Regions from separate parts of the Mus musculus genome. Here regions 2, 3 and 4 are each linked to region 1. The links are chromatin contacts, called in public ChIA-PET, Hi-C and promoter capture Hi-C maps. All regions are on one chromosome and are shown on one strand. Each heading gives the region's core, a stretch centred on a gene start, on an enhancer-like site or on the middle of the called end of the contact. The rest is flanking DNA. Distances are from core to core; before and after follow the strand shown.

What was found. Promoter capture Hi-C pulls out the DNA fragments that hold promoters and counts their contacts. Hi-C and Micro-C count contacts between places; a contact is called where the count stands out from the background. ChIA-PET counts read pairs in DNA pulled down with a chosen protein or histone mark.
Region 2: a contact with region 1 is called in a promoter capture Hi-C map of liver, with 2.5 times the contacts expected there. The contact joins the promoter of Six5 here to the promoter of Clptm1 in region 1. A contact is called at or near these places in 3 of 39 promoter capture datasets (cranial neural crest, liver and second pharyngeal arch cranial neural crest) and 3 of 115 datasets of contacts at active chromatin or transcription factors (the 230-238 cell line, bone marrow-derived macrophages and large pre-B cells).
Region 3: a Hi-C map of CD8 T cells shows a contact between it and region 1, with 3 times the contacts expected there. The contact joins the promoter of Ccdc61 here to the promoter of Clptm1 in region 1. A contact is called at or near these places in 1 of 39 promoter capture datasets (pre-B cells) and 1 of 484 Hi-C or Micro-C datasets (CD8 T cells).
Region 4: an RNA polymerase II ChIA-PET map of memory CD8 T cells shows a contact between it and region 1, with 15 read pairs. The contact joins the promoter of Irf2bp1 here to the promoter of Clptm1 in region 1. A contact is called at or near these places in 3 of 39 promoter capture datasets (the C10 cell line, erythroid cells and pre-B cells), 1 of 15 datasets of contacts at CTCF or cohesin (large pre-B cells) and 3 of 115 datasets of contacts at active chromatin or transcription factors (astrocytes, fetal liver and memory CD8 T cells).

The regions. Positions count from the first base shown.
Region 1 is chr7:19,661,569-19,667,853 of GRCm38.p6, forward strand. It overlaps Clptm1 (cleft lip and palate associated transmembrane protein 1), which reads right to left and starts at 3,462. Exons shown (of 14, transcript NM_019649.2): 1 at 3,366-3,462. The coding sequence starts at 3,437.
Region 2 is chr7:19,093,166-19,099,304 of GRCm38.p6, forward strand. It overlaps Six5 (sine oculis-related homeobox 5), which reads left to right and starts at 1,379. Exons shown (of 3, transcript NM_011383.1): 1 at 1,379-2,253; 2 at 3,067-3,854; 3 at 3,991-5,180. The coding sequence starts at 1,472. The coding sequence ends at 4,580. Dmpk (dystrophia myotonica-protein kinase) reads left to right here. Exons shown (of 15, transcript NM_001379257.1): 15 at 1-656. It overlaps Bhmg1 (basic helix-loop-helix and HMG-box containing 1), which reads right to left. Exons shown (of 13, transcript NM_001370811.1): 13 at 5,106-6,049. The coding sequence ends at 5,881.
Region 3 is chr7:18,908,551-18,914,996 of GRCm38.p6, forward strand. Ccdc61 (coiled-coil domain containing 61) reads right to left here and starts at 1,854. Exons shown (of 14, transcript NM_001033314.3): 1 at 1,583-1,854.
Region 4 is chr7:19,001,863-19,008,095 of GRCm38.p6, forward strand. Irf2bp1 (interferon regulatory factor 2 binding protein 1) reads left to right here and starts at 2,196. Exons shown (of 1, transcript NM_178757.4): 1 at 2,196-4,901. The coding sequence starts at 2,575. The coding sequence ends at 4,329.

The DNA of each region.
Region 1 (6,285 bases), core at 2,212-4,711:
AGACCTTTTTGAGACGGGCAGTGGTGGCACACGTCTTTAATCCCAGCACTTGGGAGGCAGAGGCAGGCAGATTTCTAAGTTTGAGGCCAGCCTGGTCTACAGAGTGAGTTCCAGGACAGCCAGGGCTACACAGAGAAACCCTGTCTTGAACCCCCCCACCCCCTAAAAAAAGATCCTATTTGAATGGCAGCTTTCCCACATACCCACTGCTCACTCCCTACACACTCCAGCTATATATCTAAGTTTCTACCATCTGTGGCCAGGTATGTTTTTGTTATTGTGTCTCTATCTATGCTTCCCCACCTCTTACTGGAGACATGCGGTCCAAGAAAGCAGAGCCTGTTCTATCCACTGCCTGTATCAGCTGAGGGAATGAGTGCGGGGCTAGCCTGAAGAGAAGCAGGCTGCTGGGACACAGGCTCCATGCTAAGCCAGCAGGCTGGAGAGGGTGGCAGAGAATGCGAAGGCAGTAGGGAGGAAAGCACAGCTCCTGCTTGCTCTTGCCTCTGTATCTTGAACTCAAAGACCCTCCTCCAGGAACACCCACCAGTCTGGTAAATAATTACGACCACTTACAGGACCATGTCCTCAAGGACTGCTCAGATTCACCATGACCACCTCAGACTCTATCTCAGCACGGCCTCTGGTTCAGCAACCATTCACTGCTGCAGAGATGCGTCAGGGTAGAGCACCTGTCAGTGATGGGCTAGGGCTGTAGCTCAGTGCGGGACTTGATAGGCATGCAGGAATCCTGGGAATTCACTGCCTAGACCACTAATAAAACAGAACAAAACAAAACTTCTTCCAACTTACCATCTCTGCCCAGCCTAAGCTGGGGGGGGGGGGGGGGGCGCTAGAGATACAGTACTGACCAAAAGTCCAGTGGAGGAGACAGACACAACACACAGTGGGCAGGCTGGCAGGCTGGGCCATCAGATAGGATGTGAGGATGACCCAGTCTGGGAGGATTTCTTTCTTAAGGAAACTTGAGGCCTGAGACCTAAGAATCATGTCAGGAAGCTGAGGCAGGAGGATTCTCAGTCTGAGGCTGGATTCACTCCATGGTGAGACTCTTGTCTTCAAACAAAACCAAAACCTGCCCATCCTCACGTGATCCTGCACGTGCAGTGTGTTTACAGCTGCCCCGGGGTGAGGACTGTGTGAACGAGCAGAAAAGAAGACCCGAGAGAGAGGGAAGAAGAGGGAAGACAGGCCAAGACTCCAAGGAAGAAGACTGGAAGCACTCACTCTAGTGGGTGAGGTTCACAGTCGAGGCCATTCTTCCAGTCAGCTGGCTCTCCAGCGCAGGTGATTCTGTCTCCATCACCCCTGCCCCCACCCCGAGAACATTTAGAAACTTCTAGAGACATTCTTGATTGTCAGGCCAGGAAAGGGTACACATGCTACTGACATAAGTATGCAAATACCATACTTATCACTGCACAGGGCAGCCCCACAGTGAGGAATTTGCCAACTCAAAGTGTCAATACCAAGGTGTTTTTAAGCTGGACAGTGGTGGCTCACAGCGGTATTCCCAGCACTTGGGAGGCAAAAGCAGGTGGATCTCAGAGTTCCAGGCCAGTCTGGGCTACAGAGTGAGTTCCAGAACTATAAAAACAAACAAGCCAGGGTATAATGGGCACACCTTTAATTCCAGCACTTGGGAGACAGAGGCAGGCAGAACTCTCTGAGTTCTAGACCAGCCAGGGCTACAAAAACGTGAGATGGCTACAAAGACAGTCTCAAAAAATTAATAAAAACGAAAAGGGGGGAGAGAAAAAGAAAAAGAACAAAGAAAGCCTAGTCTAGTCTAAAGAAAATAGTTCATGCCAGATCTTGATCTGCTTTAAAAAAAGAGAAAAAAGAAAAAGAAAAAAAAAATGTGTACTTTATCCTGAAGGCCAAAGTATGAGCATTAAAACTTTTCAAGCATAAGCTAGGATTAGAAGTAGACTGTCATCCCAGCACTTGGGAGGCTGAAGCAGAAGGGCCACCATCGGCCCTAGCTTCATAGGAAGACCCTGACCAAAGTCACAAAGCAAAGATTTAGAGCAGAGATGGGAACCAGAGAGGCTCCACATGTGACTGGAAGCTCAACAGTCTCTCACGCCACTGCCACCCAATAATCAACAGAAACTTACAGGAGCCAGTCCCAAGGACCAGAGGCTAGGACGTCCCTGCAGACCCCGCTGGTGTATTCACCACAGCAGGGATAAACCAGCAATTTCCTGAGCTGTGTGCACCCAAGGTCTGGTTGGAAATGCCAGAAAGACTCAGTCAGAAAAGGTGGGTTCTACCTCATCACTTGAGTGTATCTGTCCCCCTCCTTTGAGACCCTACAGCCCCTCATCCCGACTTCTGTCACTTCCCGAGTCTGTTTACGCTACCATCTCCTCTCCCACTCCCCTCACTGCAGGGACATGACTGGAGACATCTTTATAGCCATAAGGCTGGCCCTCTCGCCCAAGTCCTCCATTAACCACTGGGGAAATAAAGACCCAAAGGAAGAAAACTTGTCCAAGGTCACATCCAGTCAGCTACATGCACCCCTCCCAGTCGGTACTCCTCACCCCTGAGCTGCCTCCTACACGGCAGTGACATCCCAGTGGGTGGGTCGACAGCACCTTGCTTCCACTCCATCAATTCCAGCAGAAGCCTGCACGGTGCCTGAGTGAACTGCTATGCTCTGAGGTCTCAGTTTATTTGAGGTGGTAATGGGTTGGGAGGCAAACGCGCCTGGATCAATTATTTCTCTATTTATTTGATCAGCTTGGGCTAAAACAGCGCCCATCTCAGCCCAGACCACCCACAGTCAGCTTTTTCCTAGAACGGACACCAAAACTAACCTGGGTGACCTTCTACAAGCGCCTTCGTCTTGTCGTCCCTCGGATCCTTGTCTGTGAAATGGGTCGGTCGGCCTCCGCAGCCCATGCCCTCTACCCACCACAATTACCGTATTTGCCCTGAGCTTGAAAACTCTCAATTAACCAACCACTGCCCCCGATCTCGGGCACTGCGGAGCGGACCAGGAACACCAGCCCTCTCTAGAAACAGTGCTGGAGGCTGGAACCACACAGTCGAGGACCGAGTCTGCGCCCCTCCGCGCCACCCTCTCCTCCGCTCGAGCAAGGAGTCCGCTGGACGCCCGGCGCGAGCCTGCAGGAGACCCGGCGCGCAACAGGGCCGGGTTCCCGCCACCGTCCGGCCTCCTGGGCGGCCGGGCGCCGCCAGGGCCCAATATTCAAGGTCCCTCTGGGGCATGGAGCCCCCGGTGCACCGGGTTCCTCCAAAAAGGACAAGACACTCCCTGCAGGGGTGCCCCCCGCTGGGGAAGAGCCCCCTCAGGCACCTCTCGGCCTCCGTACCTGACCAGAGCTGCCTCCCCCGGCCGCCACCACGGCGCTGCCGGCCCCGTCCGCCTCCTGCGCCGCCGCCATCTTCCTGCTCCGGGTCCCCGCCCCCGCCGCCAGCCCCGCCCCGTCCCCGACGGCGCCAGCGCGATCGCGCGAGATTTTACGCTTAACCCGTCCCCACCAGGCTTCCGTATCAGAATGGAGCGCCTCAAGCCACGCCCTCTTGAAGGACCAACTAGGCCACCGTACTCGACGTCCGCCCCTTTCACCGCAATTTGGTTGTTTTGGTCTAGCAGGGAGTGACTTCTCCGAGTGCTTGAACTTTCTATAGCAGGAAATGCTCTTTTCATGGGTTCTACTTGTTACACTCGGCCAAGGTGGATGGTTATTTTTTTGATTGTATGGTCTTCCCAAGCAATTCCACCGCAGTTCGGATGGCCGTTTCTTCTCGGGTTTTACAAAGTCGATGGTTTCGGAGCTTTTCCGGCCACCGTAGCGATTCGCTAGAGCCACGCCCCTCTTGAAGAGAAAACCCCTCTCTGGCTGCGGATTTTCGACCTAAGGGGTGGTCATTACTTTGTTCTTTTCGCTTCTGATGCGATTTCCTTGTCTTAAGCTTTCGTCATCAACCCTCGGAGACTGTAGTTCATCCTTAGGCCGTATCTGCTTTCTTACGGACACCACACCTGGAAATGGGACCCTAGTCACTTTTTTCAAATAAAGACTCGTTTATTTGTTTTATGTACACGAGCACTGTATCTTTATGTCAGCAGAGGGCATCAGATCACCTTATAGATGGTTGTGAGCCACCGTGTGGTTGCTCGGAAGTAAACTCGGGACCTCTGGAAGAGCAGATATGCTCTTAGCCGCTGAGCCACCTTCATCCCGGACCTTAGCCGCTTTTAGGCCGCTTAGTTTAGCACTCGTCTTCCATTAGGGGTCTGTGCTTTCTTGCAAACCTCGAATCTTTAAACACAAAGACAGGATCTCATTCTGTAGCCCAGGCCGGCCTCAACTCCTGATCCTCCTGCCTCAGCCTCCAGAATACTGGGATTAAAACATAACATACATGAGAGTAATAATCCTATTTTCTCCTTTTGTTTGTTCGTTTTGATGGGTAAAGGGAAAGGTCTTGAAATGAAGCCCTGGCTGTGGCAAGCATAGAACTTGCGGCATCTTCTAGCCTCATCCTCAGGAGTGCTAGGAGTGCTATCGGGGATTACAGGTTATGTCTCAGCACATTAAACAAGTGAGAGACCAATTCCTTTGGGTTCAGACTCCATCTCAGAGAATCTGACTTAAGATTGAACTCAAGTAAACTAACAGGCCGGTACCTAGCACTAGTTCTAGGCTACACCGCAACAAGAGCTTGAATAAAAAGATCCTAATGCAATTGCTTTGGATTTGGCTCCTTGGTGGTCTTTTTGGGGTTCACGAACGTTTGTTTCATGGCACAGCACAAGAACACCATGATTTTACATTAGATACAAAATCTCTCAAATTGTTAGCTACAAAGTTAGTGAATTATATCAGTTACAAAAAGTTCTCAAATTTTATAGTAACTAAAAAGTCAAAGATTGTTAGACCACAATCAAGGACTGGGAGTGTTGGTGCTCGACTTTAGTCTCAGCACTGAGAAGGCAGAAGCCAGTGAATCTCTAACTTCACCTGTTTCAATAAGCAATTATAAGATACCCAACAGGAAGACTGAGAACTGAACACTGATCCTCTGGAAACAAGCCCCCTTAATTGGTGAGAGTGTCTATATCCCTACTAAAACACTCTTTAAAAAAAAATAGCCGGGTGTGCTGGCTCACACCTTTAATCCCAGCACTTGAGAGGCAGAGGCAGGCAGATTTCTGAGTTCGAGGCCAGCCTGGTCTACAAAGTGAGTTCCAGGACAGCCAGGGCTATACAGAGAAACCCTGACTCAAAAAAAAAAAAAAATTCATTATTTTATGTCTTCATGTATGGATGTGCACCATATATGTGCCTAGTGTCCTTGAAAGCCAGAAGAGGGCGCCAGGTCCCTGGAGCTGGAGTTACAGACTATTGTGAGTGGCCATGTAGTCCTGGAAATGGAACTCGGGTGCTCCAGAACAGCTAAGCCATCTCAGCTCCAACTAAAAATCTCCTTAACATAAGGGCCTGGAAAGATGTCTCAGCAGTTAAAAGCACTGGCTACTCTTTCAGAAGACACAGGTCCCTGACACCCTCACACATGCAGGCAAAACACCAATGCTCATAAAATAAGGATAAATAAGTTAGCAGGGTGGTGGTGCACACCTTTAATCCCAGCACTTATGAGGCAGAGCCAGGCAGATCTCTGAGTTCGAGGCCAGCCTGATTTACATAGTTCCCAATGAAGTCTGTATTAGTTACTTTCCTGTTGCTGTGATGACCAACAGCAAGTTTTGGAAGAGTTTATTTTAGCCTATAGCTCCCAAGAGTACAGTGTGGTGGGGGTGGAGGGACATAGGAGCAAGCAGCAGGCATGCTGGTTGGAACAAGAAACAGAGAACGTGTCCCCAAATGAATGTATTAAGCACAGAGAGGGAGAGGGAGGGAGACTGGCATATTTCCTCCAGTAAGGCCTCAGCTTCTAAGTGGCCCCAAACAGTACCACCAACTGAAGACCAGGAGTCCACACCTCTGATCGTATGGGGTACAGCCACATTCAAACCATCACACTGTAGGAGAAATGAACCCTCTCTGTAGGCAGTTTTCACTTCCTCATTGAGTTCTCACATTTCCTGGACCTGAACAGGAAGAGCAAAACAGGCCCCCAGACAGAGGCCTTTTCTTCTTCCCATTTTCCTTCATGCACCCTCTTCATTTTTCATTGTTCTATTCTGCCTCAGTTTCCCCCCAGGGAATACCAGCAGAGTTTCTACCTGTGTAGAAGGGCCTGGGCTTCCAAGCCAGACAGGTG
Region 2 (6,139 bases), core at 129-2,628, 570 kb before region 1:
ACCCAAAGCGTCTCTGTGCCCATCGCGCCCCCCCCCCCCCCCCACCGCTCCGCTCCACACTTCTGTGAGCCTGGGTCCCCACCCAGCTCCGCTCCTGTGATCCAGGCCTGCCACCTGGCGGCCGGGGAGGGAGGAACAGGGCTCGTGCCCAGCACCCCTGGTTCCTGCAGAGCTGGTAGCCACCGCTGCTGCAGCAGCTGGGCATTCGCCGACCTTGCTTTACTCAGCCCCGACGTGGATGGGCAAACTGCTCAGCTCATCCGATTTCACTTTTTCACTCTCCCAGCCATCAGTTACAAGCCATAAGCATGAGCCCCCTATTTCCAGGGACATCCCATTCCCATAGTGATGGATCAGCAAGACCTCTGCCAGCACACACGGAGTCTTTGGCTTCGGACAGCCTCACTCCTGGGGGTTGCTGCAACTCCTTCCCCGTGTACACGTCTGCACTCTAACAACGGAGCCACAGCTGCACTCCCCCCTCCCCCAAAGCAGTGTGGGTATTTATTGATCTTGTTATCTGACTCACTGACAGACTCCGGGACCCACGTTTTAGATGCATTGAGACTCGACATTCCTCGGTATTTATTGTCTGTCCCCACCTACGACCTCCACTCCCGACCCTTGCGAATAAAATACTTCTGGTCTGCCCTAAATCCCGCGCAATATCTCTGTTGTGGAAAGGAAACCGCCCCGCAGGCCAATGGAGAGTCCAATAGAGACAACCAATGGCTTGAGTGGGAGCTAGAGGGGAGGCAAAGCGCACGAATCAGGTTGAAGGGTGGGGCTTAGGCATCCAGCCAGTAGGAGAGAAGCAACAAGCCACCAGAGACACCACCGCCCCCCACCCTCCCCCCCAGCTGTGACCCAGCTGTGCCACTCAAGTTTGGAAAAAAGTAGGGGGTTGGGCCAGCAGCGGGCACACCATCTTCCCACTGCGCCTGCGCAAGCCACGCGCATCCGCTTTTTGGACCGACACTCCAGAAAAGTTGCTGCAAACTTTCTAGCGCGATTCCCCGCCCCTCCTCCCAGCTAGATCCACCGCCTACCCGCGGGGCCGGGAATTCCGAGGGGCGGAGCACGGCGCGGAGATGGGAAGGGAGGGGGCCCTTCAAGGGACCCGGGAGATGGGAGCGGCTTCGCGCCCTTAACCCTCCGGACGGCCCATTACCTTCTCCGTTGCTCTGATAGGGAAACTGAGGCCCTGAGTCAGAGGCACACAAGGGGGGAAGGCCAAAAGCGCGGCCAGAGACGGAGGGAAAACAAAGAATCCTGACAGCCCGGGAGGGGGGCGGACACACAGGGACAAGGACAGACCCGAGTGCAGAGCTGGGTCTAGTCTTTGGGAGGGGGCCAGAAGACTGCAAGGGGACCGGGGGGGGGGGCGGCGAGGAGGACTGGGCGGAGGAGGGGGCTGGGGAAGCCCGCGGGAGGCGGCAAAGGAGGGAGGAACTTTCCAAAGTTGCCAAACATGGCTACCTCGCCTGCGGAGCCGAGCGCGGGGCCCGCGGCTCGGGGGGAGGCGGCGGCGGCGACCGAGGAGCAGGAGGAGGAAGCGCGCCAGCTTCTGCAGACTCTGCAGGCAGCCGAGGGGGAGGCGGCGGCGGCCGGGGCGGGAGATGCGGCGGCGGCGGCGGACTCTGGGTCCCCGAGTGGCCCGGGGTCTCCCCGGGAGACCGTGACCGAGGTGCCCACTGGCCTTCGCTTCTCGCCCGAACAGGTGGCATGCGTGTGCGAGGCGCTGCTGCAGGCGGGCCACGCCGGCCGCTTGAGCCGCTTCCTGGGCGCGCTGCCCCCGGCCGAGCGCCTACGTGGCAGCGATCCGGTGCTGCGCGCGCGGGCCCTAGTGGCCTTCCAGCGGGGTGAATACGCCGAGCTCTACCAACTTCTCGAGAGCCGCCCTTTCCCCGCCGCCCACCACGCCTTCCTGCAGGACCTCTACCTGCGCGCGCGCTACCACGAGGCCGAGCGGGCCCGTGGCCGTGCGCTGGGCGCTGTGGACAAATACCGGCTGCGCAAGAAGTTCCCTCTGCCCAAGACCATCTGGGATGGCGAGGAGACCGTCTATTGCTTCAAGGAGCGCTCGCGAGCGGCGCTCAAGGCCTGCTACCGCGGCAACCGCTATCCCACGCCTGACGAGAAGCGCCGCCTGGCCACGCTCACCGGCCTCTCGCTTACACAGGTCAGCAACTGGTTCAAGAACCGGCGACAGCGCGACCGCACTGGGACCGGCGGTGGAGCGCCTTGCAAAAGGTGAGGGGGGAACCGACCCTCCTTCCTCGGTGGCCGCTGGAGTCTGCGCAAGTGACCCTTCACATCCCTCTTCGGTGGCGTCGGCGAGTGCATAGGCTGAGCGTGGAGAGACCAGGCACACCCTGGGTTCTCTGGGCATCACTGCCTCAGGGGCAGAGGTTGTTCCAGCTACTTCTAAGCTGGGAACGCAGTGCCAGGAATGGGGGGGGGGGCGGGGGCGGGACGGGCAGTGAGAAAAGTGAGGTATCCCTGGAGGAGCGGTAGTAAGGAAGGGAAAGGGGCCTTTGTCTAAGGCACCCAGGGTAGGGACCCGCTTTTGGGGCCTCTGCAACCTGGCCCCTCGGTAACCATTACTTACACCCACCCCCACGCCCCCTCCAGCCCAAACAGCGTGGTCTGTCGCTTGTCTTTGTTGTGAAACGTGAACCTTCTCCGGCTCCGGTTTCCCTGTAACCCAAGCCCTTCCCCTCCCACCTCAGCGCCAGGCCTCTAGCTCTGGTCTCTGACGCCGTGGGGGTGGGGGGTGAGGAAGAACTGGAGTAAAAGCTGCTGCCTCACTCCGCAGCCACGCGCCTGCCGACCCAGGGGACTTGGGGCAGTCTGGGTGCTCGGCTGCAGGCCAAGGCGACTGGAAAACTTTCCTCCAGCTTAGCATACCCGCCGCGCTGTCAACCCCAGCAGGCTTGTAGAGACCCTGGGATTTGGGTGGGTTCTTTGAAGGGCTAAAATAGTTAATCGGAGCTTGGGTTGCCTCTGCCCCTAGGGCGATGAAACCTTCAAACCTAAAAAAGACGTAACCCTTTTTCCTTCCAGCGAGTCTGATGGGAACCCCACTACGGAGGATGAGTCCAGCCGCAGTCCAGAGGACCTGGAGAGGGGTGTGGCCTCCATGGCTGCTGAGGCCCCCGCCCAGAGTTCCATCTTCCTGGCGGGGGCCACCTCTCCTGCAACGTGCCCTGCCTCCTCCTCTATCCTAGTGAATGGGAGCTTCCTGGCCGCCAGCAGTCCCCCAGCAGTGCTCCTCAATGGTAGCCCAGTCATTATCAATAGCTTGGCCCTAGGAGAGAACTCCAGCTTGGGGCCCTTGCTACTCACAGGAGGAAGTGCCCCTCAACCACAGCCCAGTCTCCAAGGGGTCAGTGAGGCCAAGAATTCTCTGGTCCTGGACCCTCAGACAGGAGAGGTTCGACTGGATGAGGCTCAGTCTGAGGCCCCTGAGACCAAAGGGGTTCATGGGACTACTGGAGAGGAAATCCCAGGAGCCCTGCCCCAAGTAGTCCCAGGCCCCCCACCTGCCTCCACCTTTCCTCTGACCCCGGGAGCTGTGCCTGCTGTGGCTGCTCCTCAGGTTGTACCGCTCTCCCCTTCTTCTGGGTACCCAACAGGCCTGAGCCCCACCTCCCCACGGCTGAACTTGCCCCAGGTGGTGCCCACCTCTCAGGTGGTAACCCTGCCTCAGGCTGTGGGGCCACTCCAGCTGTTGGCAGCTGGGCCAGGCAGTCCTGTGAAGGTGGCAGCTGCAGCGGGGCCTACCAATGTGCACCTGATAAACTCTAGTGTGGGAGTGACTGCGCTGCAACTTCCCTCGTCCACTGCTCCAGGTACCCTTTCTGCTTTCTTGGGGTCTGAGTGGGCTTGGGGAGCAGGTGTCTCCCACCTGATAGTCTCTTGGAGTTAAGCCTACTGGCACCCCTGCCTGCCACCCAGCATCTTCCACTCCACCTCTTTTCTCTACAGGAAACTTCCTCCTGGCCAACCCTGTGTCTGGTAGCCCCATTGTCACTGGGGTAGCTGTGCAGCAGGGCAAGATCATCCTCACTGCCACCTTCCCCACCAGCATGCTCGTCTCCCAGGTCCTGCCTCCTGCCCCCAGTCTAGCCCTGCCCCTGAAGCAAGAGCCAGCTATCACAGTGCCTGAAGGAGCTCTCCCAGTGGGCCCCAGCCCCACCCTCCCAGAGGGTCACACTCTGGGGCCAATCTCTACTCAGCCACTGCCACCTGCTTCTGTTGTCACCTCTGGCACCAGCCTGCCTTTCTCCCCGGACTCCTCTGGCCTGCTTTCCAGCTTCTCAGCACCCCTACCTGAAGGTCTGATGTTGTCACCTGCAGCTGTGCCAGTCTGGCCAGCAGGGCTGGAACTGAGCACAGGAGTAGAAGGGCTGGGGACACAGGCCACCCACACTGTGCTGAGGCTGCCAGACCCTGACCCCCAGGGACTGCTTCTGGGGGCTACAACAGGGACTGAGGTTGATGAGGGGCTAGAAGCTGAGGCCAAGGTCCTGACCCAGCTGCAGTCGGTACCCGTGGAGGAGCCCTTGGAACTGTGACTGCCTGCATTTAACCACTTCTTCTGACAATGGTGTCAAGGTGCTAGGACAGGAAGAGGAACCCTCAGTAAAGTGGCTGCAGTCTGAAGTCCCACACTACAGCTCTCCTACCTGGATAAGCTATAAGCCCTACAGGAGCTACAGGGACCACCACAGGTCAGGGAACTGTCCTCCTGATGGCAGATCTTGTTACAGCCCTCTCCTTGCTCTGCCTGCCCAATATGTGTGGGCACTAGGGGTCTTGACTTGGGCTTTGCCATCCTCTACATAATACTAGTGTGAGAAGGCCCTGCCAAGTGGCTAATTTCCAGATGGCACCCTCACTATAACACTATTAATAGCCCCACTGATACCCATTTCCCAAAATTTCCTGAGAGACCAGGGTGGCCTAGGGACAGCCCTTCCTGTTGAGGAGGGCTGATGGGTGTACAGGGCCCTTCCCCTGCTTCCCTGGACTTGAGCTCCAGGATCCAGCCCCAGACCAAAGATTTCCCTGTTCCCTAGGGCAACTCTGGCCCCTTTGTCTAGTTTGTATTGTAAATCTTTATTTTTCTAGGATATGTTATGCCTCCATTTCAATTAAAGTCAAGTAAACAGACAACAGAGCTATTGAGGGTAAGGGTTACCTGCCAGACAACCCACCCAAGAGAGAACTGGGGACAAAGCCCAGCCAGAGGCTGTGGCTTGTTTTCTTGTTTGGGTTGTGAGATGGGGATCATGTTTTATATAGCCCAGGCTGGTCTCAGATCCCATCTTTCTGCCTCAGCTTCCTGAATGTTGGAATTATAAACATGGGTAACTACATCCTAAGACTGGATTTCTGAGGTAAAGGGTTTGAGTTCAGACCTATAGGCTTGGGGGGGGGGGGGGCGGGGGCGGGTGTCAAAGTATAGAAGCAAAATGCTTATGGAATTGATACGTGGAAAGCCCACCCATGGCCAAGAGATCCTGGACATAACATTCCTTCTCCCCCTGTTGGTAAAAGAGTTTCATTCTACATAGAACAGGGGAGGATGCAGTGAGATTGGGGCTGAAACCATGTGGTTCTGGGGGCAGAGGGAAGCTCTGCATTTCATCTAGGGCGCCCATCCTATAAGAACAGATGTAGGACAAGCTAGAGGGCGGGGCTGTGTGCAAGGCAGAACACAAAGCCTTGGATCAGTAAATACATTTCCTCTCTGGTGCTGAAGCTGGGGCACTGGGCAGGGGACCCACAGCAGTGGGTCTGAGGTTCAGGGGAAACAAATGTTAGAGGACCTGGATGCTAAGCAGGTGGCAGAGCCCAGCAGGACTGCCCCTCTCACTGGCAGTTAGGGGTGGGCAGTGAGGTGAGGCCCAAAGACACTTGGGCCTTCTCAGCTAATAGCTGGTAGAAGGGCTTGGGGGTCTCCCCATCGTCGTCCTCACTGCTGGAGTTCTCCTGCTTCACAATGCGGTTGTTCTGGCGGCTGAACCTGCGTGCCTTAGTGCTGGGGACAGATGGAGGTTCCTCACATTCAGCTCCCAGGTTCCCCCACTATTTCTCTGCCCCCCAGCAGTGACCAATCCTGGGCTTGAGG
Region 3 (6,446 bases), core at 604-3,103, 750 kb before region 1:
TTTTTAAATGGGAGAGAAAGGAAGTAGTGATGAAAAGCCAACTCCTAAGTACCTGAGAGGAAGGGCCTGCCAGGCTGAATAGGGATACCAAAGAATCATTTGGGGGCAACTGCATGTCAGCTGGACTTCCAAGCAAAGAAGAGCTGGCCTTTGGATAGAGCATGGAGTTCAGAGATGGATACGGGAAAGAGACATCTGGGTAAACAGAGTGAGGGAAGTGGTATAGAAAAAGTGATTGCCCAGAACATGAAATTCGGGTATGAAAGGATTAAAGAACTCGCCCAAAGCCACAATGATTTCCATAGTGGGTCCCAGAGTCAGTGCCAGGGCCCAAACTTGGGCAAACAGATACCAAAGCTCACACTCTCTTCTCTAGGTTTGTTTTGAGACAAGGTCTCCCTCTTTAGGTAAAACGAGCCCCAAGCTCATCCTGTGACCCAGACTGATCTCAAACTGCCAGTCCTTCGCCTCAGCTGCCCAGTCCTGGGATTACAAAGGTGTGCCACTGTAGGATGCGTTATGACACTTCAGGGTTCATTCAGAGGGGCTGTCCAGACGACTCAATGGGTAAAGCTTCCTGCTGTGTAAACCCAAAGAGCGGAGCTTGACCCCTAGAATCCACAGAAAGGTGGAAGGAGAGAACCAACCCAGTGTTGTTGTCCGACCTCCACAGCCACAGCCATATAGCTGGTCCTTGCTACTTTGTGGGTTCTTTCCCCCAGGCTTTATCTCCCATTTTCACCCCCTAAATACTAGATAGGAGAGAAAACAAGGATAGAGGGGAAGAGAGGAATTAGGAAAACCCCTGAATCTAATTTCTTTCCTTTTGTTTCTTCTTCGACCGTGACTACTAACAAACCACAACCAACCTTCCTAAATGACCAACAACCCTGCACACATGCACATACACATACAGGCACACATGCTTCTTGGGGGCCCTAACATTTATATGCTCTCTAAAATGTTCCCAAAATTCCAAATGTCACACAATCGAAAAAAAAATTATCTGCAGCTGGCAAAAACACACTTCTGCTAGAGCAAGCGGCAAATCATAGTAAGCTGAGAACTGTCCAAAACAGGTACACCTGGGATTAAAATGAAAACATATTCTTATAATATTTCTGTGTTTTTTAAAGGAACCAAAATTCCAAAGCTGTCACTACACACCCATCCTGTGATATGAATCCCCCTCCCATCACACACTTGTGTGAACACACAATAATTTCTATGCGTTCAAGGAAAAAAGGCGAGACACTGTCTCAAAAACAAAACATAAGACTCGTTCCCGACCTCGGCAGCAGTGGTAGAACTATTGACTAACATTTCAAAGTTTGTCATCTAGCACTGCAAAGAAAGCGAGAATTAAAAGTGATTTCACGACAAATAACTTGCTCAGAGCCTGCACACAGTAAACGCCTCTGGTCCGTAGGGTAGGAACACACCCTCAACCCTGGAACCTCAACCCTGCCTTGTCTTCACCTGCCTCCATCCTCCAAACCAACTCAAGTTCAGAACCTACGGCATCTCGAGGACACCCCCTCCGCACCTCGTGGGGTGTAATATATATAAAATAAAACTCTACCTTACAAGCTCTAGTGCAGTATTCGGTAAGGGTTCTCTAAGTTCTAGCCGCGTATCTCGCGAGCGACAACATGATGCATTAAAGACCCCGTGAAATCTCCAGCTTGCATAGGTTCTGGCGTCCACCTGCGTGAAAGAATCGGTGCTCTGGGGACTCCCCACTGCCCGCGCCTGCAGCCCGCGCCTGGAGCCCGCGCCCACACCCGCGTACTCGCTCTTCACCTCCACGGACTCGATCTTCACGAGCGGTTCAACCGCCGAAGTTTCAGCTCCGCCCACATCCGGCCTTCTCACTTCTGATTGGTCTGATCTTACAGGCAGCCATGTTTCCATAAGTCAAAAGCGACGCCCGTCACTCTGTCCCGCCCCCATGGGAGAACCCGCCTTCCGAAGTTTACAATTGGTCTATTTGGAAGAGGCGTTACTAACACGTGTGGGGAGACCTCCGAGGTTTACAGTCTGTTTCTAGTGATTATTGGGTAGATATTCTGCCAATCATAAGAAAAAGGTGGTCCCTTGGAGTAGAAGGAGGATCCCGGAAATAGCATTTTTACTCCGCCTACCACACCCACCACCCCCAGCAAGGCAGGCCTCGCCCACAGAGAAGGAAGGGGCTGACTAGAGTGTGGAACTTGCTCAGAGGAAGGTCCGAGCCTTCAAGTCAGGAGGCTTAGAGGATATTCTCAACTGTAAGGACAGCCTAAGTATACCCTGATCGGTTTGCTAGACTTGGCTTTGTCAGTGCATGCATGACAAAACCTCAAGTGGCCCAAGCTAGTCTCCTATGCATCCTTGAACTCCTGATCCTCCTGCCTCCACCTTCCCGGTACTGAGATTACTGGAGTTGTACCACCATGCCTGGCATGGCACTGGCTTCATTAAAGCTCAACACAGCAAAGTAGGAGTTATTTTTTAATAGTTTTAGATTTATTTATTTTATATGTGTGAGTTTTATGCCTGCGTGTATGCCTGTGCACGACGCGTGTGCCTGGTGCCTGCAGAGGTCGGAAGACGGCGTCAGGAGCCTCGGACTGTAGTTACAAATGGTTGTGAAGCACCTTAGGGATGCTGGAAACTGAGCTCCAGGCCCTTTAGAAGAGCAGCCAGTGCTCTTTTTCTTTCTTTTCTTTCTCCCCAACCTCCTGAAGTTGTCTTGAGACATATCTCACGCTATAGCTTTGGCTAGCCTGAATTTCACTACGTAGATCAGGTTGTCCTCGAAGTCACCGAGACCCCCATGCCTCTGCCTCTACCTCCTGAGTTCTGGGATTAAAGGCACATACACCATGGCATCAGGCTAGAGGAGTTTACTTATTTATTAGATGACACTTTGTGTGTGTGTGTGTGTGTGTGTGTGTGTGTGTTAGGGTGCATGTGCCACGACCACAGCATCTGTAACCCTATTCCTAACAAAACAAGAACAGGATACCAAGCTTTCACTAGCCAGCCTGCCTAGCCACTCAGTGAGCTCCTGGTTCAATGAGAGATCCTGTTCTCAAAAATTAAGGTGTGGAGACCTTGAGGAAGATTGCAATATTCACCTCTGATCTGTGCAAGGGCAGACAAAGGCTCAGTGGGAGAGCCCCTGCCTAGAATCCCCCAGTGATGGGCTGGGGGCGTGGCTCAGTGGTAGAACCCCTGCCTAGAATCCCCCAGTGAGGGGCTAGGGTGTGGCTCAGTGGTAGAGCCCCTGCCTAGAATCCCCCAGTGAGGGGCTGGGGGCGTGGCTCAGTGGTAGAGCCCCTGCCTAGAATCCCCCAGTGAGGGGCTGGGGTGTGGCTCAGTGGTAGAGCCCCTGCCTAGAATCCCCCAGTGAAGGGCTGGGGGCATGGCTCAGTGGTAGAGCCCCTGCCTAGAATCCCCCAGTGAGGGGCTGGAGGGTGTGGCTCAGTGGTAGAGAAAGCTGCAAAGAAGATTCTGACCCCAGACTAGATGCCTGGAAGACACAGAAACCAGCCAAGTTGCCTGGAAAGGTTTAGACCACAGTCACTTGGAAAGAACATCCTCCAACATGCTGAGCTGCCTACAGGCTGTTCAGTGTGCTCCAGGATCCCAGCTTTGATGACCTGTCACCCATACTGAAGTGGGCTTTTTCGTGATGTAGCTGTCTTTGAGTCATTTCTGCTCTTATAAGTAACCCTAATTAGATTCATTGTTCACCAAGTTAGACTTTGGTGGTATCGGTACTTAGACCTATCATGGGTTTCCTATCTAGGGTGAGTAGATATGTGTGTTACATTTCCCTAGGAAAAGTTTTCTCACAGAACATATTCACATGCACACAGTTGTGTACTAATACCACATACATACATACATATATACATATACAATATTATTCTTATATTGATGAATATCTTGAATATTGATATGTTATTCTACAGCAATAGAATACTCACATAACCCAGCAATTCTATCCCCAGGTTTGCACCCAAGAAAACTGAAAACAGATGGACAAATATTGATATATGAATGTTCACCACAGCAATATTTATCGCAGCCACAATATGTAAAGAGCCTGAACAGCCATCAAAGGATGAACAAGTGGACAATATGTGATATATCTTTACAATGGAATAGTATTAAGTCATAAAAATAGAATACTGATATATACCTCAGCATGGCTGAATCTTAAAAACATGATGCTATGTGAGTGATGTCACACACAGAAAAGGTCACATGATCTATGAGTCCATTACATGGCATGTCTAGAGCAAGCAAGTCCATAGAGACAATCAGGGGGTTATTGGTGCCAGGTACTACAGGAAGCCAGTGCTAAAAATGCCTTAGAACTAGGTAAAGATTGTGACTGAACAGCATTGTAAATGTGATCCAATGCTTCTGGCTCATGCACTTCAAGATGATTAACTTCATGTTATATAAAATTTCACCTCAATAAAACAATTTTAAGCAAAGGACTAAGGAATAACTCGAATGAGAAGCAATGGTGGCTTTTACAGAGGTGGATGCAGTGGAGATGGGCAAGAGTGGTTAGAATCTGCATGTGTTCTCAAGGTAGCAGTGGCAAAATTCACTGATGGACCGAATGGTGCACGTGGAAGGGAGGGAATGAGGAGAGTCTACAGTGATTCTGAAGGGGTTTTGAATCAGGAAAGTAGCTGTCAAGATGAAATTTCCACTTAGTAAGATGAGAGGAAGCTAGATGGCTGGGCAGATCAGGGAGACAGGCTGTGGAAATGCTGGGGCTGTCTAGCAGACTTCCACTGGAATAGCAGGGAGTAAAGTGAAGATTACAGTTCAGGAGTGAGGTCCAGCCAAGAGTGGGGGGTGGGAGAGAAAGGAAGCTAATCAAAGATATATTGGCTAGATTACATAGATGATAGATAATAGACTATAGAGACTATGTTAATACATGTGACAGGTGAGACAGACTGATGGTAAATGATAGCTAAGAGAATAGATAGATGATAGATGGGATAGGTTATAGATGATCGATAGATGACAGATTATATAGCAGATACAGGAGATAATTGATGGTAGAATATATAATAGATAGAGATAAATAAGTAGACAAGTGTATAGAAGAGAGAGATTAGAAAGATGGATGGAGACCCTAGAATGGAAAGATAGGTGCATGGGTAGATGGGTGGGTGGGTGGGTGGATGGATAGGTGGATGGGTAGGTGGGTGGGTGGATAAGTTGGGTGGGTGGATGGGTGGGTGGGTAGGTGGGTGGGTGGATGGGTGGGTGGGTAGGTGGGTGGATGGATGGATGATACAAAACTAAGTAATACTTGGACTGGGAAGACATCTCAGTAGATAAAATTTTTAAAGATTTATTTGTTTTACTTTATGTATATGAGTACACTGTAGCTGTTGTGAGCCTTCATGTCGTTCTTGGGAATTGAGCTTTTAGGACCTCTGCTCGCTCTGGTTAGTCCTGCTGGCTCCAGCCCAGAGATTTATTTTTTATTATACATAAGTACACTGTAGCTGTAGGAGTCAGATCTCATTACCGGTGGCTGTGAGCCACCATGTGATTTCTGGGATTTGAACTCAGGACCTCTGGAAGAGCAGTCAGTGCTCTAACGTGCTAAGCCATCGCGACAGCCCAGTAGATAAAGTTATTGCTAGACAAGCATAGGGATCATGGTTAGAGTCCCAGCAGGCACATAAAAGCTAGACGTGGCAGTACACACATACAATTCAGCAACAAGGCAGCTGAGACAGGAGGACCCTCAAGGTCTGGTGCCCAACCACTCTAGCCTCCAGTGTCAGTGAGAGACCCTGTCCCTCAGCAGTCAAGGGAACAAAGTGCTTTTGCAGAGGACCTGGGTTCAGTTCTCAGCACTACATGGTGGCTTGCAACCACCTGTAACCCCAGTTCCATGGGATCTTCTGTCCTCTTCTAGTCTACGTGGGCACTGAGCACATGTGATGCACATACATATATGAAGGCAGAACACCCTATACCCACAGACTGAAAATATATATATATATATATATATATATACATATATATATGTATATATACACACTATATACATACACACACATATAAACATATGTAATATACAGTAATAATACGTGTTTGTAGCTTGCAACATTTTTATTATTTATTTATTTATTTATTTATTTATTTTGGTTTTTCGAGACAGGGATTCTCTGTATAGCTCTGGCTGTCCTGGAACTCACTTTGTAGACCAGGTTGGCCTTGAACTCAGAAATCTGCCTGCCTCTGCCTCCCGAGTGCTTGGATTAAAGGCGTGCACCACAATGCCCGGCCATTTTTTTAAATTTAACTTTATTTGATATATATGTCTATGTATTGTGTGTGTGTGTGTGTGTGTGTGTGTGTGTGTATGTGTGTGTCTGTGTCTGTGTAGATAGATAGATAGATAGATAGAT
Region 4 (6,233 bases), core at 946-3,445, 660 kb before region 1:
CCCCTCTAAAAGCCTTAACTAACCCTGGTGCAGAAGCACACACTTGAAGGTTGCAACAAACAGAGTTTATCTAGGTCTGTTAAGAGCAGTTCAATAAAGTAATTGGGTAGTTAACTCAGGCAAGGACAGAGACGGGGCAGAACGAAAAATAGGCTTTTACAGCCTTAAAGAGCCTATCAAGGGATCATGGCTCATACTTGCCATTCCTGTACTAGGGAGGCTTGCTGTGAGTTCAAGGCTAACCTGTGCTTCAGAGACCTATCGTTAGAAAAAGGAAAAATAAATAAAGCCAGGCATGGTTAATGTATTTTTGAAATCTCAGCCCCCAGGAGGTTAAGGAAGGAGGACCCAGAGCTCAGGCCAGCCAGCCTGGACCACCTAGTGAGGCCCAGTTTCAAAATTAAAAATACAGGCTGGTAGTACATCTCAGCACTAGAGCACTTAGCATAAGGCCCTGGATTCCATCCCAGTACCACGTATAAGCAGGAGAAAGTAAATAAACAGTAGTACAGGAAACCTATGGTTGTGAACATAGTATCTCCCAGGAAACGATAAAAATAGGCAATTTGTTTAAGGGAGAAGTGTTAAAACAGTAATGCAGGTGGTAGTTAAATTGTAACGCTGAAATAGAAAGCCAGGGCTGCTGTGACTACTCTGGGGTGGGGGTGAGAAAACCACCAAGCCTCCACTAAGTGCAAACCTGGAAGAACGCAAAGAAGACACTGGGGGGGGGGGGGGGAATTGAGACCACCAGCGGGGATCCAGGCCAAGTGAGGGGAAAGGGCTGATGTGAGCTAGGTCCTGGAGACATATGTCGCTTCTCCTAGCTCCCCCCACCCCCCCAAAAAAGCTAAAAACATGGGGTGCCCACAGCCGATTGGGCCCACCAGGCCATTAAGCACTTGGAGGTTTGGGGTTGCCCTTCCCAGCAATCTCCTCTTGGCTTCCTCATTCCAAATATAAGAGTAATAAGAGCCCCCTAACCTGGGGGGTGGGGGTGGAGGGAGAGGGCGAAATTCCCTGCTAGCAAGGGGGGGGGGCAAGAATCGGGAAGGCCTTCCCCCCCCAAGCTTCCAAGCAGAGGAAGTACGTCAGTGCGTCCATCTCGCAGAGCATTTTGGGAATTGTAGTGAAATTGGAGGTGTACCGAGAAGCCAACTCTGTAACCCTTTAGAGACCAAATACGTGCACAGCTGGAGCAGAATTGGCAGGCTCAGAGAACGTTCTTTAGCAGATGAGGAAACTAAGGCAGCCGCCTGGCTCGGAAGCCTACAGTCTTATCATCCTGTAGCCTCTGGGCCGCCCTTGAGGCTAGTACCTAAGACACTGGGAAGGACAAACTGCCAAGTAGACACTACTCTCCAAGAGTTGCCTGAAACCATCCCCTTGAAACCGTCCAATCAGAGCCTCTCCGCCCCAATTCCCCCAAAGCTGCTGCCTTTCTAACCGGTTATTGGCCCTTCTTGAAGGGGCGGGATTCTAAGAGAGGGCAAGACTCTTCTAGAACTGCTCAGCAAATCAGAGCAGAAACTGCTTTCCGGCTTCTGGGTATGGTGTCGGGACTGTAAACCCACAAGGAGGCTGAAGCAGGGAGATTGCAGCAAGTTTGAGGCCAGCCTAGACTACATAGGCTAGCCTTCTAGGCCAACCTGAGCTAAAGAATAAATCTAAGTCTTAAGAAAGAAAGAGGGGGGGCTGGTGAGATGGCTCAGTGGGTAAGAGCACCCGACTGCTCTTCCGAAGGTCAGGAGTTCAAATCCCAGCAACCACATGGTGGCTCACAACCATCCGTAACGAGATCTGACTCCCTCTTCTGGAGTGTCTGAGGACAGCTGCAGTGTACTTACATATAATAAATAAATAAATAAATAAATCTAAAAAAAAAAAAAAAAGATTGTTTAAAAAAAAAAAAAAGAAAGAAAGAGGGGGCGGGGAAAGGGGGGAAATTGCATCCACAGCAACTTGGCCACCCGAGCATTTATGAAACCATTACCCACTCCATGGACCCTGTGTGCGAACCCCAGCTTCCTGGCGAGGCACAGTGAAAATTAAGCACCCAGACCAGCGCGCGCCCTCTTTTCCCGCCACTGCTTTCTACCCAGTCCCCTTTAAGAAGCAGCCCCGACGGGACTACATTTCCCAGAAGGCTTTGCCCGCGCGTTATGTAACTTTCCCTGCGAAGCGGCCTCTGGGGCAGAAGAAGGAGGTGGAGGCGACGGCGGCCGTTGCAGCGGCGTCGGCGGCGCGAGCGGAGCGGCGGGAGCCTGGGGCGGCGGCGCCCGAGGCCCATCGAGGAGCTGGAGCTGTGCATCGCGGCTCACGGCGCGGACCGGACGGGGGCGCCGACGTGCGTGCTCGTGGCTTGCCTTTTCCACCGGAGGCGGGAGTGAGAGAGAGAGGAAAAAAAAGGCTGAGGGCCCAGGGGGCGGGGAAGGGGGGCCGGGCCTGAATCCGGCGGGGAGGCCGAGCCCGAGGCCGGATTGAGCGGCTCGCGCGCCCGTCCCGGGGCACGGCGGAGCGAACGTGGGCGGCGGGTGCACAGCAGGGGCACCTGGCGGCGTTCCGGGGGGCGCCATGGCGTCCGTGCAAGCGTCCCGCCGCCAGTGGTGCTACCTGTGCGACCTGCCCAAGATGCCGTGGGCCATGGTGTGGGACTTCAGCGAGGCTGTGTGCCGCGGGTGCGTGAATTTCGAGGGCGCGGACCGCATCGAGCTGCTCATCGACGCCGCCCGCCAGCTCAAGCGCAGCCACGTGCTCCCCGAGGGCCGCTCGCCCGGACCCCCGGCTCTCAAGCACCCGACTTCCAAGGACCTAGCCTCCACGGGCTCCCAGGGCTCCCAGTTGCCACCCCCGCAGGCCCAGGCGCAGCCATCGGGGACCGGCGGTAGCGTCTCAGGCCCGGACCGCTATGACAGGGCTACTTCATCCAGCCGCCTGGCGCTGCCTTCGCCGGCTTTGGAGTACACCCTGGGGTCCCGCTTGGCCAACGGGCTGGGCCGCGAGGAGGCCGTGGCGGAAGGGGCACGCAGGGCTTTGCTTGGCTCCATCCCCAGCTTGATGCCCCCCGGGCTGCTGGCAGCTGCAGTGTCTGGCCTTGGAGGCCGAGCTCTGACGCTGGCACCTGGCTTAAGCCCCGCTCGTCCACTTTTCGGCTCCGATTTCGAGAAGGAGAAGCAGCAGAGGAATGCGGACTGCTTGGCAGAACTGAACGAGGCCATGCGGGGCCGGGCGGAGGAGTGGCATGGGCGTCCCAAGGCTGTAAGGGAACAGCTACTGGCTCTGTCCGCCTGTGCCCCTTTCAATGTTCGATTCAAGAAGGACCACGGGCTGGTGGGACGGGTGTTCGCCTTTGATGCCACTGCCCGCCCTCCGGGCTATGAGTTCGAGCTGAAGCTCTTCACCGAATACCCCTGTGGTTCTGGCAATGTTTACGCGGGGGTCCTTGCAGTGGCTCGCCAGATGTTTCATGATGCTCTTCGAGAGCCAGGGAAGGCCCTGGCCTCATCGGGCTTCAAGTACCTCGAGTATGAACGGCGCCATGGTTCAGGGGAATGGCGCCAGTTAGGAGAGCTGCTTACGGATGGGGTCCGCAGCTTCCGAGAGCCTGCTCCTGCGGAGGCCCTGCCCCAGCAGTACCCAGAACCGGCCCCTGCTGCTCTGTGTGGCCCACCTCCAAGAGCCCCATCCCGAAACCTGGCGCCCACTCCACGCCGTCGCAAAGCATCCCCTGAGCCCGAGGGCGAGACAGCTGGGAAGATGACCACGGAGGAGCAGCAACAGCGGCACTGGGTGGCGCCAGGCGGTCCATACTCTTCAGAGACCCCTGGTGTGCCCTCACCTATTGCTGCCCTCAAGAATGTGGCCGAGGCTCTGGGCCACTCACCCAAGGACCCTGGTGGGGGTGGAGGCTCTGTCCGCGCAGGGGGTGCTAGCCCCGCGGCTTCCTCCACAACCCAACCACCGGCCCAGCATCGTTTGGTGGCACGCAATGGAGAGGCAGAAGTCAGCCCCACTGCCGGGGCTGAAGCTGTCAGCGGGGGTGGTAGCGGCACAGGGGCGACCCCTGGAGCCCCCTTGTGCTGTACCCTGTGCAGAGAAAGGCTGGAAGACACCCACTTCGTGCAGTGTCCCTCGGTACCCGGACACAAGTTCTGCTTTCCTTGCTCCCGAGAGTTTATCAAGGCACAGGGCCCAGCCGGAGAGGTGTACTGCCCCAGTGGAGACAAATGTCCACTGGTGGGTTCCTCTGTCCCCTGGGCCTTCATGCAGGGCGAGATCGCTACTATTCTTGCTGGTGACATCAAGGTCAAGAAAGAAAGAGACCCCTAGGCTGCCACTGCCAGGCTTCTTTCCCCTCCCCCTTAACCATCACCGCATCTGCGGATAAATTATTCCCTACCGCACCCAACCCTGTACCACCCTAACCTATGTATATACCCTTTCCTCTGCCCAGATGGGTCCCCTGGGGTAGATACATTGTGGGTGGGGGGAGAGAGCTTGTGGCTCCTGTCAGAGAGGGTGTTTGGGGTTCCTGGGCCCCTCCTTTCTTTTTCCTTTCTTGGCTTGGCTTTCCTGCTGTTGGTAGTTGGGTGAGAGGTACCCCGCGTGTCCTTGAGAAGGGACCTCCTGAGAACTCGCTCTTTATAAACGAAGCAAAAGCATTTTATTGTTCCCCCTCTCCCACCCTTTTCCTCCTTCAATAAACTGAGAGATGGGTTGTTCTTTTTCCCCCTTCTTGTTCCCTTTAGTTTTTATGAGATGCTGCGCCCCCTTCGGGATTGGACTTGTCCTGCGCGCAAGAGGACTTCTGCGTTGTGACCACTAGGTGGTGCCTTTTGTCCAGTGGGCTGCTGTTTGTAGTAGTGTACATTTGCTGTGCTCTAATTAAAGGTGTAGTCGAGGCCGGTTTTGCAGACGATGGTACTGAGATTCTGACAGGGCTTGGCTCCTGCACGGCGATCACAAACTTGAGAGTAGGTTTGCACTACAGCTGGCCCTCTGAATGCAGAGACATCAGAGGAGGGAAAAGAAGTAGGAAGTGTTCTAGAGGTAGTTTACTTGGAGATATTTCTAGGGGCACTGTCCATGGAAAGAGTGAGTTGAACCTTCCTGGGTAAATGTATATGGGAGCAGGATGGTACCTTCTTGCTTCATATAGTGCCCAAGAGATGGACACACCTGAGAAACCTGAACTGGGCTCACGCCCTTCATCTGGGGACAGTGGCTATCACCCTAAAACACTTAGGAGCTAAGTAAAAGGCTCCCGCCCACCGCGGCTGCTTCTGATGTGTGTGCGGCCTTGTCCCGCACCTGTCCTGGGTGACTGATCATTAACCAGGATTTCCTGCCCGCTGGCGTCATGGGGGTGGGGTCTGGGGCCTAGGCAGACTATGGCAAAACAGGGGTTAAAAGGAGGGGGTGGCCCCAGCAGTCACATCCTGGCCCCCACTTGAGACCCTGACATGGAGATTCCGGGAAGGGATACAATGGTAAGCCAACGAGACAGTGTCCAGTGAGAACCAGCGACCCAAGGGTGTCCCTGATCTCCTCTCCAGGTGTCTCCTCACTGCCTTGTGCCCCTCATTCACCTGAAGACAGACATGGCCCCAGCTCTCTGCAGGATCTTGAGTAATGTTTCCCCCACCCCAGTAGGGAGCACATACCTGCTCAGGCAACCCAACCCAAGCACCAGCCTAGGCTCAGGGCAGGGCTGGGAAAACTATCCCTGATTAAATACGCCAGGTGATAAACAGGAGCAGGGGTGGTGCTGGAGAGAGCACCCCTCCCTCAGAGGACTCCCTGTTTGATCCAGGGCTGCAGACCCAAGCACCCTCTCTTCCCCCTCCCCCTAAATCCTCAGGACTAGAGGCCTCCTCACACCTGGCCACCTTGCTCCAGGAAGGGCTCACAGCTGTGGAAGACACCTGGTCCTTTAAGAGCAGCTGGTAGGTGGGGGCGGGGGGCAGGGGAGTCACCCCCAGCCTGGCTGCTGTGTATTTTAGATAGAGGTTGGGTTAACTATTAACAGAACAGACAGCCTGACCTGTGTGGGTGTTGGGGGGGGGGGAATGGGTCAGTTCCCCTTCCCCCAGTACCCAGGTGGGGTTAGGGTGGAAGGATTTGGGGACCAGAGAGTAGGCAGAAAGACTAAGGAATATGCTGCAGAGACGTCCTGAAAAATGTGGGAAACCACAGAAGTAGGGAAGAGAGGAGCAAGTGGCCAGTTGGTGAGG